Regions from separate parts of the Mus musculus genome. Here regions 1, 2 and 4 are each linked to region 3. A link is a contact called in public HiCAR-type and promoter capture Hi-C data. All regions are on one chromosome and are shown on one strand. Each heading gives the region's core, a stretch centred on a gene start, on an enhancer-like site or on the middle of the called end of the contact. The rest is flanking DNA. Distances are from core to core; before and after follow the strand shown.

The links. Promoter capture Hi-C pulls out the DNA fragments that hold promoters and counts their contacts. HiCAR-type assays count read pairs that join an accessible place to other places.
Region 1: a HiCAR-type map of astrocytes shows a contact between it and region 3, with 2.7 times the contacts expected there. The contact joins the promoter of Rab11a here to the promoter of Glce in region 3. A contact is called at or near these places in 1 of 39 promoter capture datasets (pre-B cells) and 1 of 115 datasets of contacts at active chromatin or transcription factors (astrocytes).
Region 2: a promoter capture Hi-C map of erythroid cells shows a contact between it and region 3, with 13 times the contacts expected there. The contact joins the promoter of Dennd4a here to the promoter of Glce in region 3. A contact is called at or near these places in 2 of 39 promoter capture datasets (erythroid cells and pre-B cells).
Region 4: a contact with region 3 is called in a promoter capture Hi-C map of erythroid cells, with 20 times the contacts expected there. The contact joins the promoter of Zwilch here to the promoter of Glce in region 3. A contact is called at or near these places in 2 of 39 promoter capture datasets (erythroid cells and pre-B cells) and 1 of 9 other capture datasets (liver).

The regions. Positions count from the first base shown.
Region 1 is chr9:64,736,284-64,739,093 of GRCm38.p6, reverse strand. It overlaps Rab11a (RAB11A, member RAS oncogene family), which reads left to right and starts at 1,338. Exons shown (of 5, transcript NM_017382.5): 1 at 1,338-1,510. The coding sequence starts at 1,471. n-TQctg9 (a tRNA gene) reads right to left here and starts at 1,048; the gene lies at 977-1,048.
Region 2 is chr9:64,809,710-64,812,409 of GRCm38.p6, reverse strand. Dennd4a (DENN/MADD domain containing 4A) reads right to left here and starts at 1,399. Exons shown (of 35, transcript NM_001162917.1): 1 at 1,390-1,399; 2 at 824-1,070. Gm36459 (a long non-coding RNA gene) reads left to right here and starts at 995. Exons shown (of 3, transcript XR_379559.2): 1 at 995-1,083; 2 at 1,308-1,464.
Region 3 is chr9:62,121,012-62,123,966 of GRCm38.p6, reverse strand. Glce (glucuronyl C5-epimerase) reads left to right here and starts at 1,358. Exons shown (of 5, transcript NM_033320.5): 1 at 1,358-1,482. It overlaps Mir5133 (microRNA 5133), which reads left to right and starts at 1,373; the gene lies at 1,373-1,449.
Region 4 is chr9:64,171,541-64,174,240 of GRCm38.p6, reverse strand. Zwilch (zwilch kinetochore protein) reads left to right here and starts at 1,310. Exons shown (of 19, transcript NM_026507.4): 1 at 1,310-1,423. The coding sequence starts at 1,350. It overlaps Rpl4 (ribosomal protein L4), which reads right to left and starts at 854. Exons shown (of 10, transcript NM_024212.4): 1 at 808-854. The coding sequence starts at 810.

The DNA.
Region 1 (2,810 bases), core at 89-2,588, 2.6 Mb before region 3:
CCTCTTAAGTATATAGCTTAGAATCTATATTAAAAATCTCTTCTAATAAAGTCTGATTGTCTCACATATTGGTTCATCCTGAAATGTTTTGCTGCAGCAAAGTCAAGAATCAGTTTTTCTCCGAATCCAGGTCCCTAATAGATAAGGGAACTCCTCAGACTTGCTGGTGGCTGTCTGGAAGAACATCTCGTCCCTGCTGACAATCCTCCTTCCAACTTTGGAAAGACCTTAAGGACAACCCTGAGCTTATTCAGATAATAAAAAAATAACATCTCTGCTTAAGGTCAGTTGATTAGCAATTTGAATTCCATCTGTAGGCTGAATGACAAACATCTGTTTCCCAGGAATTATTAGATGACTATGCCTCTGTGTGGACGGAGGTGGAGGTGGGAAGGGGCAGAGGAGGACAGCAGGGCCAGCCTGAGCTATATTCTGGGGTACAGAGGGGGAGTGAAACCACCTCAAACAACAAGAACAAAATTATTAGGAGATGCTGTGGCAAATTTCTTGAGTCTTAACACTGATATTTGCTAACATGGGAATTGCCATTCTTCTTGTGTTAAAATTTATTTAATCGGGCTTAGCTCGAAGGCCAGAAAATAGGACTCAAGATCTTGAATCTTTATGAGAAAGGGTGGGCGAAGTTCTCTTAATGACATCTGGAGATAGTGCAATAGATTTGTGGAGAGATTGAGTGGGTGAGGAGTGCCTATCCTTAACTGAAGCTGAGGGTATAAAATTCCAGCAAAAGGAATCAAGTAACAAACTTTCTCCAAGGCTAAGAAAAACCAAAGAGTTCAATAGGTCTCCATGAAGATCAGATACTACTGAATTGACAAGATTGATTAGTGTAGTCTTCATAGGTAAAGGCTACCTGTGGTTCAATCCAAGAGCAGATATAACAAGGTTATTCTATTATTCAATATGAGCTAAAGAATACAATCAATATGAGTTAAAAGTATGAAGAAAAGGGAGCAGGTTCCACCGAGATTTGAACTCGGATCGCTGGATTCAGAGTCCAGAGTGCTAACCATTACACCATGGAACCAGCACGGAGGCAGCAGTGCCTTCGGGTCTCTAATGCTGACAAAACTCCGCCCCCAACCGGAAGCCAGATACTAAAAGATTTACACTTCGCTTCTCTGAATGATTGGGGAGAAGAACAAGCCAAAGGCTCCAAGGACCATTTTAGGATTGTTTTTCCTGTATGCCTTCCCAAAGCCGGGTGAGAATGTGGTGTCCACTCCTGCGCATTCCACCCTGCCTAGCTTATGGGCGGGGTGCCATCTCTCCGGAAGTACTTTCTGCGAGGGGCTGGGGCCTTCCGGAAGTGACGCATACAGGGCGGGGCTCGTCACCGGGTCCGGCAGCTGAAGCTCCTCGCTCGCTCGGGTTACCCCTGCAGCGACGCCCCCTGGTCCCGCCGCCGTTGCCACCGCCGCTCCCGCCCCTCAGCTCCTCGGCCGCGCCATGGGCACCCGCGACGACGAGTACGACTACCTCTTTAAAGGTGAGGCCGTGGGCCAGCGAGAGCCCATTTGGGGCCCGAGACACTCCCGGGGGACCCGCGCAGGGCCAGCCCTGCCCTGGTCGGAGTCCGCCTCGGCGCTTCCTTCCTGCCGCCCCGTCGGGGGTCCCGCCGCTCGTCCGGGTTCCCGCGCCCTTGGGAGGCCTGACGAGCCGCGGCGCCCCTCTCTGTATGTCCTCCCCGATGGCTGCGTCCCTCACGGCCGTGCAGTTCCTTCCCTGGGCGTCTCGAGCCCCTCCTCTTGGATGCTGCTGCTCGTCTCACGTCCCCCCTCTGACAGGCCCCTGCCTGGGCTGAGCACCCATATCGGGACACCCACTGGCTCGGGGGGCGGGGGTGTTGCTTTTTCTCTTTTCTGTTCGTTTCCCTTTTCTTCCCTTCCCTCCTCGTGAGCCTTTTCCTGGGCTTCGGCCAGATTCGCCCGTCCCCGGGCCCCCACCCCCATCCCCGCAGACCTCGAGGTCAGTACCCGCGGACTGTCCCCTCCCTCCCCACAGACGGGCAACTAATGTTTAGCACTCCGGAGCGACCTGGCTGGTGGGAGGGAGAGAAGGGGAGGGCAAGAGGGGCTGTCCATCACTCCTGGCGTTCATGCACTTGTCGCAGTGTCCAGGCAAGCAGATGACTTCCCACCTCGCGTTTTTCTTTTTTTTTTTTTTTCCCCCCCTTTTCATCTCTGTCCCTGCCTAGCTACAACCAGACCGGGATAACTCCTTTTACTTGGCTTTCGAGAAGGGGCTGCGGATGGGTGGTGGCTGTTATCCCTGCCAGACCTGAAGGCCCAGTTCCCGAACAGGAAAGGTTGTGCGCTGCACAAATACTAGCGAGCTTATCACTGTGGACTGGTTGCTTCCTGCTGCAATACTGGGAGGATCCGACAGGAAGGGAAGAACCCTGGTTGGTCACATACCTTTCCCAAACAGTGAGAGAGGGTTATAGTGCTAGCGTGCCCTTTTAGTGAAATCAAGAATTTATTACAGGATGGGGGGAAATGTGGAGCCGGTGGACAGAACAGGGAAGAATGTAAATAGAGACTTGCTTATGGGTTGAGTCCGCGAAGAAGCTGAAGTGAAAGGATACAGTTCTCAGTGACGAGAGAGTACAGTGAACGCTTTTTTTGTTCATGAATGCGCTCTCACTTTCGTAGCCTTGCTCTGCTCCTGAATTAGAAGGGCAGCCATCAGTAATTTGTTGAACAAAGATCATTGCCAGTGAGGAAGAAGCCCTTGCTTTTAAAGCTTTTCTGGGGAGGGTGGAGTTTCAAGAGTGTTAAGCATGGTGA
Region 2 (2,700 bases), core at 150-2,649, 2.7 Mb before region 3:
CCTGTTTTGCAAACAAGAAATAACTGTCCTATAAGACAAATAAAAACCGTCTCTACCGCTCTGAGGCCAACCATTCGTCTGAAGGAAAAGCACACTGGAGCAGCAACATCCAAGTTTCCCTTTACGTCCTGTCATTTAAAAGCACCATAAAAGAGATGTCGCTGCGACCCAATTCTAGGTCACAAGCTTTTTTGCCCCTTCTCCCCCTGCCCCCTCCTTCGTCTTTCCCCTCTAGAAAGAGATAAACTTCAAAAGGAGTGGTGATGACCAAGAATTGCGCGCGCGTGTGCACAGACACACACACACACACACACACACACACACACACACACACACACACACACACTGGTCAACTTGGACGCTGGCCGGGCTCACGTGGAACCTGAGCCCCAGCCGGGCCCCGGCATCTGGACTGAACAGCCGCGGGAAAGCAGCCCCCGCCGCGGGTTTGAAACCCAGAGCAGGTGGGATTCCGGGAAGCAACCTTACGTAACGAGCTTGTCAAAATCCCAGCTTCAGGACCTCCCCACCGTCCGCCCCCGCCCCATCACCCCAACAACAACAGCCCCAGGCCAGCACCAAATGGCCAGTCCGGAGGGACCCCCCCGGTGTCCCGCGCTCGTTCCCACACGGAGGCGCGCGAACGCCATCGACAGCATCTCGCCATCCTCCGGGACGGCCAGAGCCCCTCCTAGCAGCTGCCCGCGCCTAGCGGCCCTCCAAGTCCTATCACCCGGCTCGGCGTCCCCCTGCCAGTCACCTCCTCAGGGCCGTGACAGCTCCCTATGCCACCGATGCCCACGCCGCCGCCCCCGCCACTCACCTCCCCGCCGGCCCCCGCGCGAGCACCGGGAAGAGCCTGAGATGCAGAGTCTGATCCCCTCATGCGCGGCGGGCGGGACACGAGGGGGCTGAATGTCGCGGCGCTTGCAGCCAGCTTAGCTCATCTCCCGGCCCGGCGCTCCGCCCAGCCGTCTCAGTCAGACGGGACTCCCCCTCCCCGCGCGGTCGCCAAAGCCTCCGCCTCCTTCCTCAGCACCAGCCGCCGAACCCGCCGCGGCCGGCGCCATCTTGGGAGTGACGGTAAAGACATGGGGGCGGGGACTATGGCAACAAAAACCAATCACAGGCCGAATCTGACCCGAGGGGCAGGAATGGGCCGAGCTAGGGGGTGGGTCGTGGGGGGAGGGGACTAACAAGGGTCCCGCAAGTGGGCGGGCCGCTGGGTGGGGCTGTGGGCGGGGTGGGGCCGGGCTGGCTGGTGACGGCGAGTGTAGCTGGGGAAACGCGTCGTGGTTCCCCTTCAGGTTGGGAGATTCCGAGCCCCTGGCGAGTAAGAACAAGGCGCACTGTACCTTCCTCTTTCACAAGCATCCAGCTATGGCCAACAGACCTGCTTCTTCCTTCCCGGCACTGCTGCTTGGTGCAGTGGTCTGAGCTGAGATCCGCCCACCAAAGTCACTGGTATTCTGCAGAAAACCCCCTAAGCGGTTAGCAACCACCAGTAGCTTTCAGTCCCGAGACAGAGGTCAGGGAAAAGGGGGAATTCAGAGGGGTTCTCTGAAAAGCGCGTTGATAAAACAGCTATTGTTGATTGAAAGGGTGTCCATTACATTGATTAATTGGATATGGCCTACTTAAACTAGACTGCAGGTCTACTGTTAATGGCTATTGGCAAGATGCCTTTGAAAAATGTGGATAATAAAGGTTGATTACCTCTACAGAGTTACTCAGAAATGTAAAGTGTATGCCTAAAAAGTATTGAATAATGTTAGCTGGAATTCTATGAACAAATGAAGGAAGAAATAGGACCTTTTAAAAAAAAATTCCTCTAGGTTGAAGTTAATCTATGCAAAACAGGCTTCATCTTTATTGCCAACCGAGATTACAGTTTTATTTTATACCTCCACTCCTTCTCTTGGACTCATTCATCCAGACAATATTGTTGGAAAACCCAGCAGGGCTGACACACAACAGTCAGGGAACCAGAAAAGGTCTGCTTTGAGGGAGTTGAGGTCTAGTGGGAGAAGCTCAACAACAACAACAACAACAACAACAACCAAATATATTTAATGCTTGGAGAAGAAACATAAAAGTTCTAGGAAGAATTCTAGGTAGCAGATAACAGGGTGGTTTTTGAAACCAGAGTGATCAAGGCTGTGCCTCTCTGAAGTGCAGGAAGAAGCCAGTAATGGAAGAAAGGCCCCAGAGAATTGAGTAAAGCAAAAAGATCATGCAGAGAACCTGCAATAGGGAGGAGCTTGGCTTTTAGAACTGCGAGGAATCTGTGTTGATGAGAAATGTATTTTGCCTGGAGAAGCCTTCCATTAGATTAGAGAGGGAGTTGAGAGCTCCGTTGTATAGGGCCTAGAAATACAAGACTATCCTTAATTCTAACTGCAGGCCGAAGCCACTGAATGGCAAGTAGGGAACAAAGCAGCTGGGAACAGTGAGTGGTACTTGAAGAATGGCATCTATATTTATATTCTAGACAACATATGGACCAGAGAACCTGATTGAGAGGGTTTGTTTTTTTTTTTTTAAATCTAAGTTTGAGTCTCTTCAACACTGAGTTCACCAAATATAGTTCAAATTGTTTAAAAAATGTGTGGGCATCACATTATATTGTGTAGATAAAAATACACTAATTTCACTGAAAATTATTAAATAATACCATTGTTGATCCCCACACCCTCCCCC
Region 3 (2,955 bases), core at 109-2,608:
GCAGATTGTGTGGGCAAACGCAGTATTGTAGCAGGGAAATAAGGGATGAGAAGGTGGGGACCACAATACACTTTAATTTTCTCAAGACGTGGGATTCTCAGGACAGGGCAGCTCGAGTGGATAGAACCGGCAGGGTAGTTGTGTTCTGTTCAAATAACAGGGGATAATGAGTGTGTTCTGGGGATAAAGGGGCTAAAAAATTGATAATGGGGGTGGGGGTGGGGGTGGGGGAGCTGACTGAGTCTGGGCCTGGCTGAGGTCCAGTGCACAAGGGCAGGAGTTAACCTTGAGAAAGAGTAAGGCTACTTTTTGTGTTGGGCAAGGGAGACTAGGGGAAGATGAAGGAAAGCTACAGGGCAGGCATAATAATGAGTGAAGGGACTTAAATGTGAGGGGGGAATGGGAAAGGCTAGGAAAGCCCAGTTTCTGAAGCCAGTACAGATAAGCACCACAGTTTCCATTCCTTCCTTTTAGATTTATTGAATGCTCTATACCCTACCTGTGCTAAACATTACTGGGCCCTATGGTCTGTAAAGATACAAGTTCTCGGGTTTGTTAGGTTAGCACTCGTTTGAGATTTCGTTCTTCATCTTTGTGGAAGACTTTAAGTAGAACGCACAAATGAATTAGAAAGGTCCTTTGTTGGACCAGATAAACTGGGTTGGAGCTTAAAGCACCCGTGACGATATCATCGCCGTTTGAAATAAAAACGGAAGAGAGTCCGAAATGGGAGAAAGCTACACTAAAGGAGGAGACCGAAGTGAGTAAAGTGAGGCTGTAAGTCTTCAGGCTGGCAGATGGGACCTCCCTGTTCACTTCAGAGAGCAGTGAAAACGCACGGACAGCTCTTCGGTTTAAGCACTATTTAGTTCAGCTTCTCCGCTAAGTGTCTCTACGGCGGCCGAAGAGGACCAAACTTTGCCCAAACCACGTCATCTAAAGTACCTCTGCAACTGCCCAGGTAGCAAACTGACATCGGGTCAGCAACACCTTCGCCCGCAATTTATTGATGATAGGCGGGGAGAATTAGCTCTACTCTTTTGCAATTGGTCACAGGAGAATGCGAGTCCCGCCTTCTGCGCTGCCACCGTTGATTGGTTTTTTGGAACTGTCATTCGAGGACTCTCCGCCCCCTCATCATAGCTCCTCCCCTTAATATGGCCCCTCCTCTTGGTGACCCCGCCTTCTACACCGAATCTAACAGGCTGACGGAGCTGCCATTCGAAGAGCCTCCGTCCCGCCCTCTCCTCCCCGGCATGGCCTCGCCCCTTACCGTGGCTGGGATCTCGCGGGAAGAGCCGCGGGCACGGCGGCGGCTCGGCTCCCCAGTAGCGCGCCGAGCGGGCGGGCTCTCCTCACACGAGCGCTTCCTCGCCGAGAGGCTGGAGCTGCGGCAGCGCAGGCCTGGGCCGCCGTGTCTCTGCCGCTCGCTTCAGTTTTCCTCAGGGCTCTGGGGGCCGCTCGTCCGCCGACGCGCCTCAGGTGAGGGAGCTCGTCGTGTCGTGGCTGAGGGGCGGCCGTGGCAAGTGGGCTCGCGACGGGGGCGGCTCCCGGGGATGCGCGGCGTTCCGAGTGCGGGGATCTTGGGTGACGCGGCGGGGGCTGGGGTCTCGGGGCTTCTTTGGCTTTGGAGTGGGGGTGGGTGGCTGCCCAGGCGGTCCCGGGTCTCTAGGGTCGCGGGAGCGCGTCCTGTGTCCTGCCTGAGAGCCCGGGTGCTGGCATAGCGCGGTTCTGGGACTTGGAGACCATTTCTGGCGATCCCGTGCAGTTGAGGGGCTTGGGATACAGTTTAGCCTTGTCCGGAGGGCACGGGGAGACCTATGAGCGGAGAGGGGTCCGCTTGGCATTCCTGGGGTAAAGCAGGAGGATGTCAGGGTTCCAGAGACTTGGGTTTGTTTAAGGTCGCCATGGGGTGATAAGACGATGCCCGTGTCCCTCCCGGGAAGGAACGGACTGGGTGGGTGTGGGTGGGGGCGGGAAGCGTGCATGGGGAGACCAACATTTGTATTGGGGTTTCTGCTTCGCCCAGAGGGGGGCGGTAACTGTGCGTGATGGTCCCCATTCTTTTTCGGGGCGACAAGGAGGGTGATTTTGCCGTGTGGGCGCGGCTCAGCGGTCTCTGGGTCTCCAGGGGTGCCAGACCCGGTTTCAGGAGCCACCCCATGGCACTGCTTGTGGCTTTCGGTATCTGACGGTCTCGATCTGGTCTCTCTCTCTTTCTCGATGAGATTTAACTCAGTGCTTCTTCGTTGGACGCTTGATCGGGGCAGTTGCCTAGTTGGAGACACAGTGGGCTTGTTCTGCAGTTTTCTTTTCTTTGCCCCAGGATACCTTTGGGGACGCGCTGGTGTCGCCGGAGCTCTGATCTCCGGAGGAGAGGAGAGGAGCGATACCAGACTTGAGCATGTTGTCTGGAATACCTGACTGTTGAGTGAGGGTTTAGATCTGAGGGTAGGGCGGCTGTGCGATTTGGGCTTTCTGTTTTAGGTAGTGTTTGATGGTCTTGCATGGTTAAATCTGTCCTGAATTTGCCTGGGTGTTAGGTAGTGCCAAGAAGCATCCTTTCTAAAGGTTTTGTGGAAGAGGGGTAATTAAAAACAAAAGTGTAGCATATTATGTATGTATGTCTCAAGTCCAGATTTCTACAAAAGCGTCATTGGCAACCTGTTAATGATGCCCTATTGAGCTTCTTTAGAGAATTCTGGTACATCAGTTTTTACCGTGGTTTGAATCTTACAGAGTTCTTGAAGACTCTGCCAGACTTAGGTGGAACTTAAAATGACTTATAGGTATCTGCCTGTGAGTGGTTTAAAAACGTGTGTCAGAATGTCTGTACATTTGCCTGAGAATTCTCCTGGTTAGGCAGTCTAATGTCACTTTAGTCTAAGGAAACATTGCTGAGGTGCTTGTAAACAGAAAATATGATATAAGCAGGCAAATTGAAGTATCTTTGCT
Region 4 (2,700 bases), core at 61-2,560, 2.1 Mb before region 3:
TGCTCATTTATCCAATGTTCCAGACCCCTTCAAATTCAGAAACGTTTTGATACTCTGAAAGACTCTTAACTGAGGATTCCACCAGCACTTAGGTCTGACCTATTTCCCATGTGCCCTTCCAGATACTATACCATCTCTTCTACTATACCCCCCTTTAAGTCGTCTCACAATAGGACAACCTATCTAGTCGGTTTAACGATGAATCTAACAGTCTCCAAATTACTGTGGTCAGAACAACCTTAATCCATCTACAGATAAACATTCGTGGTAAAACAATATACTAATTACTACTGAAAACTCGCTTAAGATTCAAAGGTCTAGATTACATCATATAAAGTAACGAAGACATGCATTTCCAGAAATTGTCTTAAAGAGGTGAAGGCAATCTTCCTGGAAAGCATAAATTCAGATATCCTTCAGCCCTTTTCTTTGAAGACAATTTCTCCGGACTGAAAGCACATGACCCGCCACGGCCTGTGCGGAGTTGTCATCGGACGATCTCGAACCCCTGACAAGTCTCTGGCATCAAAACGCTCGGCTTCCAGCAACCCTGCTTAGAACTAAGCAAAGCTTAGAACTAAGAAAAGCTAAGATCCCAAAGGTTCCTCTACCATCCACCTGGCGCTGTTGCCCACGTTGCCTCTAAGATGGCTGCCTCAGCGCCCACAACTCAGCTCCGGCCAGAAAAGGTGCTAGGTTTCCTTTCCCTCGTCTCCTCTCTGCAGATTCCATGTTCTGAACCTTCGCCCTCCTCTATAGCCGCCCCCCAGACCAGGGGGAAGCCCAGTGTAGAAGACCTCCACTCACCATGACGGGGAGAGGAGAAGGCCACGCTCCTCTCTACCCGGCTGCTCCCACAGGAAAAGGAAAGACTTGTCACTTGTACTCTATATATCCTTCCACTCGTCTTCCGCATCCTGCCCCTTATCAAAATCAAATTAGAGACACGATCTATCTTTCTGCTACATGTAAAAATTTCAAAAGGTAATATTATTGCGTGACGTGTGTTAAAATTATGTATTCATTTTTTTTAAAGTTAAAAAGAGTGATTAGAAAGGAGGGACTCTTTTTCGCGGAATAATTCGTAACTCGTCACAACTCTCGCGAGAATTATCTTTCTCCTCATCCCGCCCACCCTCATCATAACATCTCTTTTAGTCCATTTTTTCCCCCCTAACAGAAATGGGAGACTTTTGGAATAGTAAATTGAGGGGATGCTCTACTAAATTAAAGCAATGTGTTAGCGTTGAGTACAAACCGAACTTAAAGCGTGAAGTAGTTCCGGCGGGGCGGGGTCATGGCCTCTGACGTCATTGTCTGGGCGCGCAGTTCAGTTTAACTTCTTAGCAATGGACGGAGGCCACGGCGGTATGTGGTCGCGAATGAACCGCGCGGCGGAGGAGTTTTATGCTCGTCTCCGGCAGTGAGTTGTGGTTGGGGAATGGGATGGTACTTGTCCCTCCCCTGCCGGTGGTGTTTGCCACAGCTGGCTGCCGGCTTTCCTGGACCTGGGATGTGAGAGGCAGCCAGGGCTCTGCGGAGGCCTAGGCTACTGCCGGCCTCCGGAGAAAACACCCGAGCTTACCCAAGGGAGGCAAGATGGCAAAGCAGTGTACGGATTGGACTGATGTACACGCTTCTAAGTAGAGGCTCCTGGGACACAGAGAGCTAGATGTCATCGGGCCTCAAGCTCAGAAACGGACAGAATCCGCATCGACCCTCCTCGGCAGCCTCCTGATGCCGAGATGAGAGGCGTGAGCCGTGCCACAAATTCACTGTGTTCCCTCAGTGAAATTCTGTCAACTTCTACATCCTGTGTGAAAATCTAAGTCAGCGACTCACATCAGAATCACCCACAGGGTTGCCAAAATATACATTGACTGGCTCAGCCTCTGAGATTTTTGATTTCGTAGGCCTGATGTGAAGACAAAAAACTTTAATTCTAGGTGCAAGGTGTTGCTAGTTGGGTATAGCCCATTAGTCTCTAAATGCTATCATTTTTAACTGCCATTATTGCCCCTCCTGTTTACAAAAGCAGTAATAATTTTTCACTACTACAGGAAAAGAACTAATGTGCTTTTGTTTTTTAAGATAGTTTCAGAGCCCGGCGTGGTGGCGCACGCCTTTAATCCCAGCACTCGGGAGGCAGAGGCAGGCGAAGTTCGAGGCCAGCCTGGTCTAGAGAGTGAGTTCCAGGACAGCCAGAGCTATACAGAGAAACCCTGTCTCGAAAAATCAAAAAAAAAAAAAAAAAAAAAAAAAATAGTGTCTCTGTGTAACCCTGTCTGTCTTGGAACTCAATCTGTAGAGTAGGCTGGCCTGGAACTCAGAGATCCGGCCGCCTCAGCCCTCAGAGTGCTGGGGGTCAAAGGCGGGAGCCACCACTGCCCAGCTAAAACTAGTGGGTTTTAGTGGTTGGGTTTTTGTTGTTGTGTTGTGTTTGTTTTTTTTTGTTTTTTTTTTTTTTGAGACAGGGTTTCTCTGTGTAGCACTGGTTGTCCTGGAACTCACTCTGTAGACCAGGCTGGCCTTGAACTCAGAAATTCACCTGCCTCTGCCTCCCTAGTGCTACGAATAAAAGCATGAGCCACCACGCCCAACAAAACTGATGTTTTTAAAGAAGCTAATGTCTTTGAGCTCAGGAACTTGAGTTGTTTTTAACTGTTGTGGTATTTTGCCATGGTGTTAAGTACTTTATTG